Linked DNA regions of Oryctolagus cuniculus: region 2 is linked to region 1. A link is a contact called in public Micro-C data. All regions are on one chromosome and are shown on one strand. Each heading gives the region's core, a stretch centred on a gene start, on an enhancer-like site or on the middle of the called end of the contact. The rest is flanking DNA. Distances are from core to core; before and after follow the strand shown.

What was found. Hi-C and Micro-C count contacts between places; a contact is called where the count stands out from the background.
Region 2: a Micro-C map of ear pinna shows a contact between it and region 1, with 3 times the contacts expected there. The contact joins two enhancer-like sites. A contact is called at or near these places in 6 of 6 Hi-C or Micro-C datasets (ear pinna, embryonic fibroblasts, liver and 3 more).

The regions. Positions count from the first base shown.
Region 1 is chr10:4,301,935-4,304,802 of mOryCun1.1, forward strand. No RefSeq gene overlaps it. Among named protein-coding and RNA genes, the nearest start is that of DIPK1C, 16 kb to the right of the region's middle. Within about 2 kb of position 1,492, at least 1 of the 8 cell types and tissues checked has an H3K27ac peak or open chromatin away from gene starts, as enhancers often do. A contact at or near this core is called in ear pinna, where this site is marked.
Region 2 is chr10:4,388,802-4,391,669 of mOryCun1.1, forward strand. No RefSeq gene overlaps it. Among named protein-coding and RNA genes, the nearest start is that of C10H18orf63, 61 kb to the right of the region's middle. Within about 2 kb of position 1,425, at least 2 of the 8 cell types and tissues checked have an H3K27ac peak or open chromatin away from gene starts, as enhancers often do. A contact at or near this core is called in ear pinna, where this site is marked.

The sequences.
Region 1 (2,868 bases), core at 242-2,741:
CAGGTGTCAGGGCTGGGGAGTGGAGAACAGGTCGGGGTCCGTACTGACTGACGCTCAGCTGTCGGTGCTCCCAGGACTGCTGCGAGCCCGTGTTAAGCGCCAGGTTCCGACAAGGTCGGCCGAGAGGCTGCTGTCTCATCCGTTTCCCACGGTGCTTACAGAGCAGGGGGTGGTGAGGGGCCTTGCTCTGCCGCTGCTTCTCTGTTCCAGCAGCTTCGTCATCAGGTCCCCTCCGCCCTGGAGCGGGCCCATCCGAAGGCAAGCATGTCTCTCACCCAAGCTCCCGGCCTCCATCTGCGGCCCAATTTCTCTTGCACTACTTACGAGAATCATCCCTCACGGCCGACGCTGTCCATACCGCCCGTTTCTGCCTGTCCTCCTCCACTGCTCGCCCACGCCGCTCCTCCCAGAGTTACAGCTGCAGGTGCTGTAACACCGACACTCAACAGCCGTATGGCTCCTTCCCTCCTGAACCAGCTCTTTCCTCTTTGCCTCCCAGGACTCGCCCGACCTGCTCATCCCACTCACCGGTTTATCCTCCAGCCCTCGGGCTCTGTGTGCGTGGCCACAGCACAGGCCTGGGACTGCTGTTTCTGCTTACTCTCACTCCCCCCACTGCATCCACGCTCGTGGCTGTAAATGGCTCCTTTGTGACGATGACTCCCGACATCTGTATCCCCAGCTCCGGCCTGCACTCCTGACCTGCTTGCTGTCTCCAGGATAATTAATAAGCGTCTGATAATCAATGGGCACAATAATTAGAAAATACTCTGAGATGCACTACAGCAAATGCACAACATGCCAAAACTTAGGGATGCAGCAGGTGTAGGGCTGGGTCAAGACTGTGGTCAACAGTAGCACAAGGAGGTATTCGAGTGGCAGAACTATTCTACATGCTGATTATGATGGGGTTATACAGATTAATACTGGTGTCCTAGTTCATAGCACACACACACAAGTCAGTCCTATGTTTGCTGATTTTAAAAGAAAACTATGGGGAGGGCACTGTGCCTGGCACTGAAGACACTGATTAGGTTGCCCTCATTCCGTATCAGAGTCCTAGGTTTGATTCCTGGCTCCGGCTCCTGGCATCACTCAGGGGCTTGGCCCCCTGCCACTCACAAGAAAGACCTGGTGAATTCCTGGCTGTTGGCTGTGGGCATTTGGGAAGTGAACCAGAGGGTGGGAGCTCTCTCTGTGTGTCTGTGTCTTTCTGCCTTTCAAATAAACATCTTAAAAAGCACACAGAAGCTAAGATCGGTTAGAAATTGTACAGTTGATGATTATCAAGCACTTTGGAATAAAAGAGTAGGCAAGACCCTCATGACGGGGTCTTCAAATCTCCCAATATCTGTTGTACCTGTGCTTCAACTGTAAAAATGAAATACTGGATTTAGTTACAGGAAGCAGGAACAAGACAAGGATGCCTACCACTACTGCGGTTCCTTCTAAACAACTCTGTCCTGGAGGTCCCAAAACAGTTAAAGACGCAGGGTTGGGAGGAGGAAATAGGCAGGCGGGAGATTGACAAGTAGGCGATAGATCACAATTCCCGCCTCCCTCGGTGCGGATGTTCTGGTCTGAGGCTGGCTTGTGTCAGAGAGGAGAGACTGTGAGTGGACACTAACATTCTAATGTTAAACTCCCTAGGAAAGAGGCTGCTGTTTAGCACTAAGCTGTGAACTTGCAACTAAGCTGTGAAATTGCCAAAAATGTCAGGAGCTAGGAGTATGGAAAATACTAGATGTTATTAAAAAAAAAAATCTGCTTCTGATTGTATCATGATGAGACAAGCCATTTCAACATGTCAGGGAGAGGCTCACCCTCTGATACAAAGAGCCGCTGGAGGCGGGGAACTGCCTGCCCCGCCCTGTTCCTCACATCCACACCAGCACAGTGGCTGAGCAGCAGGAAATGCAGGCAGCCTCCCAGCCCAAGCAAACAGAGCCGACACCTCTGGAATTTACAATGCACTGACGTGAAGGGGCACGCAAGGCTTGTGGGCAGCCTAGCAGGAGTCCCACTAAGACTGGGACCTGCAAAGGAACAAGGATAATGCGTTTGGCAGGAGGAGTGAAAGAGGGGAACCGTGGCAGGATAGAAGGAAGAGTGAGGCTGCAAAGGGAGACCCCGGACGCGGGGAGGGAGCTAGATAGCAGCGTGTTCATTGGTCTGTGCAGGGGCAAGGCAACTTCACTTGGCCAGAGCTGCCCCACTGCTGCGTCGACTGGAATTGTGTAGGGTTTTCTTCCTGAGTAACCAGGTACCTTGGCAAGCATGTAGAATGCAGCTTTGTGTCTTTGTCAAAAGCCATGACTGAGACCGAACTCCTACAACGTAAAGGCAGGACCTGGCCTCTTGTCTGTCTCCCTTAGCCCAAGGTGTCCTTGCCTGTCCTGTATCAAAAGGAATTCACTGACTTGGGGGAATGATGCAGCTGGCCCGACAGGGTGCTCATCACCGGACTCAAGGAGTCACTTGCTTCTCCAATAGATAAGAACCTTGGAAGCCAGTGTTGTCCGGAGGGCTTTGTTTAGGAGACTTCCAGGTCTGGGACCAAAGGTAACACCCACTTACTTGACTCCCTTCTCTCCCCTGACCTTGACCAACTGAAGCCCACCTGGCCATCATAAGTTCCCTACAGGGTGTGGCATCACTGACCGATCAGTGGGAGGTCAGGAGCACCCCTGGACATGAGCTGATCGCACGTCTCAGCCCCAGAGCCTTCACCCTTAACTCCTCGGGGACCCCGAGCCATAGCTGCCTGGCTCTGTGCTCTGTGCTTTGCAATAACACCGACTGCCTTCCACCCCCAGGTACGTGAGTTGCTTTCTGCAGAGTGAGTGGACACTGGTTTGGGGGTTCTGC
Region 2 (2,868 bases), core at 175-2,674, 87 kb after region 1:
TATAGGTTGTTGTGTAAACTCCTTTGAATCCATCACATTTTTCATGATTAAAAAAACCCTTTTTGTTTTAAAAGAACATGATGGGACTCCAAAGGAACATTATTTTTCTCCCTGATTATTATAAGAATGTGACCTGCATGTGATCCCGTATTCCAGCGCCTCGCTGTGCAGTGATGTTGAGAATGGCCTTGCTCTCCTGACACTTGGAAACTCAGTAAACGGCAGGCAGGTCTGAACGCATCCGCGGGGCCATCTGGTCAATCTCCATACTGTGCAGCGGAATTACCAGTTAATTAAAACCAGTCCAGGCAAAAGTGAACCCACTTGATCTGGAAACCCCATCCCTCCCTTTTCTTATGAAGAAATTACACACCCTTGTTACAGAATTAGCTTTAGACATCTGAAAATTCCTCGGCTTACACAGATTCTTCACTCACTGGGGCCTCGCTTCGAACAAGGTGATGATGCACGTTCCAGGTCGGCAAAGTTTGAGGGGACTAAGTCTAAACGGAGCTGCCTATCCGAAGCATCATGGCTCCCAAACAAGATGGACATTTCTGCCTTCCCAGACACAGCAGGTCAGAGGTGCTGTAGGGGGGTGTGCGTGAGGGGAGGGGACGCTGGCTACTGGCCTCCCTGGCTACAGAAGCGCTCAGTCATGTTAATGTGTGAATGCAGCATTCACCAACCTCTGGGTAAAACCTGCCCGCTGTGTGTTAATGCTCCTGTAAAGCAGGGAAACTCAAAGCCATGTTCCAATATAAATACTTTTTGATAAAGTAGAACAAGTGTTCTGTTTCTCACAGCCCTGCAATTGAACTGCACTTGGAATCAGGTTAACTGGAGCTAAATTTGATCATTGTGTGACCGGATTGGGCACATGCAACCTGGGGTATTGAATATCCTATTTTATGTTGTTTTTACTCTCAATTTCATCTGCTTATTTCCTTAGGGGCCATGGGGAAATAGTAGGCAGCAAAGTAATGAAATGTGGTAAATCTGGTTAAAGAGAAATATGACCAAAAATGCTGTGTTCATCTCAGCAGCCCCGTGTGTAGTGTAGCTCAATTTGGTCTATAAAATACTAAAGCTAGTTCTTGGCGGGGGGGGGGGGGTGCTGAATTTATTGCTGGGGGAAACAAAGAGCTTACTAAATTTTATAATATAGAAAAGTTCTTTGCTTTATAGATATGCCATAAAAATCTAGGCCCTCATCATTCACTGCCGTTTACCCGATTCCCTGGGCCTCAGTAAATAGGCAGAGGGCTCTGCCAGTCCCACGACTTCCTCACCTACCCGCCCACGGCACAGCCCGGGGAGACTGAAGCGATCTTTGATCATGGTAAGTGTTGAGGGCCAGTGCTGGTGGCTGAGAGAAGCTTAGCCTTGTTTCTCAAGGAGTTCTCAGCGCTGCGAGCTGGGGAGATTTCTGGGCACTGGCCCAAAGCAATTCAGAATGATTCTCTGGGGACGTAGAGGGGAGAACTTCCTTCCAATGCAGCTGGCTCCTTGAAGGCCGTATCAAATGCCCAAGTGCCGTGAACCACCCCCAAATCTCACTTGCCTCTGAGTGATAAGAGCACCCTCCCTAAAAGAAGCAGGTTTTCATGAGAATGGTGAAGGAGAGGGAAGATGGAGGACTACTGATTTGCAGACAGGTGTTTGAAGGAGTTGTACGTACACGGAGACCACGGACACACATGAAAATCGCCACATAAGCACGTTTCCTATCACTCCATGGAAACAGGGCCCCACTGCTGAGCAGAAGCTGCGCCACGGGCCAGCGGCTGAGTGAATTGCATGAGGTGAGCTGGCCTCTCGTGCTATTGGAGTCTTCCAAGGCTGCTGGGTAAGGGCAATGCCACGCAGCCCTCACAAGACAGGGCCTGGAGCCCAGCAGAGCCCTGGAGACATCAGGGTGATTGGAAGGTTGAAGTGCTATGAAAGGCAGGGTGTAGGGCCAGACTCGGGGCGCTCAGCCTGCACGAAGAGGTCAGGAGGAAGTAGTGGGGGTGGGAAAGAATCATGGGAGCTCCCGCGGAGGGCGGGGTTGTCTGTGTGCATTCCCAGCTGAGAACAGGGTGCCGGGTGTGCTGGCGATGAGATCCCCCAGACTGGCTGGGGGTCCCCCTCTGGCACTGAGGCTTCCAAGCTTCCTTCTGCTCTTCCACAGGGCGCCCGCGGGCGTGAACCCAATCTGATTCCCACAGATACTTTCTCATGATTCTCTTATTAAGCGGGTCCGGTACCTACTGAGCAATCTGGCTGTGGCGGCTGCTTCTTGGCCTTGTTTCTACACTGTCCGGTGGTATTCGTTAGTTATTGCAGTGTAACCAATTAACGCGGGCACTCGGTGGCTTCAAACAACCGTGAATGCTTATGTCTTGCAGTTTTTCTGGGTCAGGAATTTCACAGTGTCTTGGCTACAGAAGGAGATGACGCAGCCCACAGGTAGCAGAAGGCAAGATTCGTGGGATCTGAGTGATGCCCCCAAGACACTGAGCCAAAGCTGCTTCCGTCTCTCTCTCCTTCCCGCTGCAATTTGAATGCGGCTCCCCAGGCTTCTCTGGGTCCCTTATGCTTTGGGGGAGGGGGCGCTTCTCTCTTCACTCTTTCCATTCGTCAGGTTTTTGTTGTTGTTACTGCTGAAATGCCCAGGACACGCTATTTATGACGGTAGGAGGTTTATTTTGGCTTCTTGTTCTGGGGCTTCACAGCCCAACGTCAGGCAGCTCCATGAGTTTGCATCTGAGTCCGAGGCAGCAGAGTGTCACAGGGCAAAAGGGAACACGTGTCTTAGTCCCTTACAAAGCCACTAGGATTTAATTGTAGGAGCTGCATCCTAATGACCGAGTCCGATCCAATCAG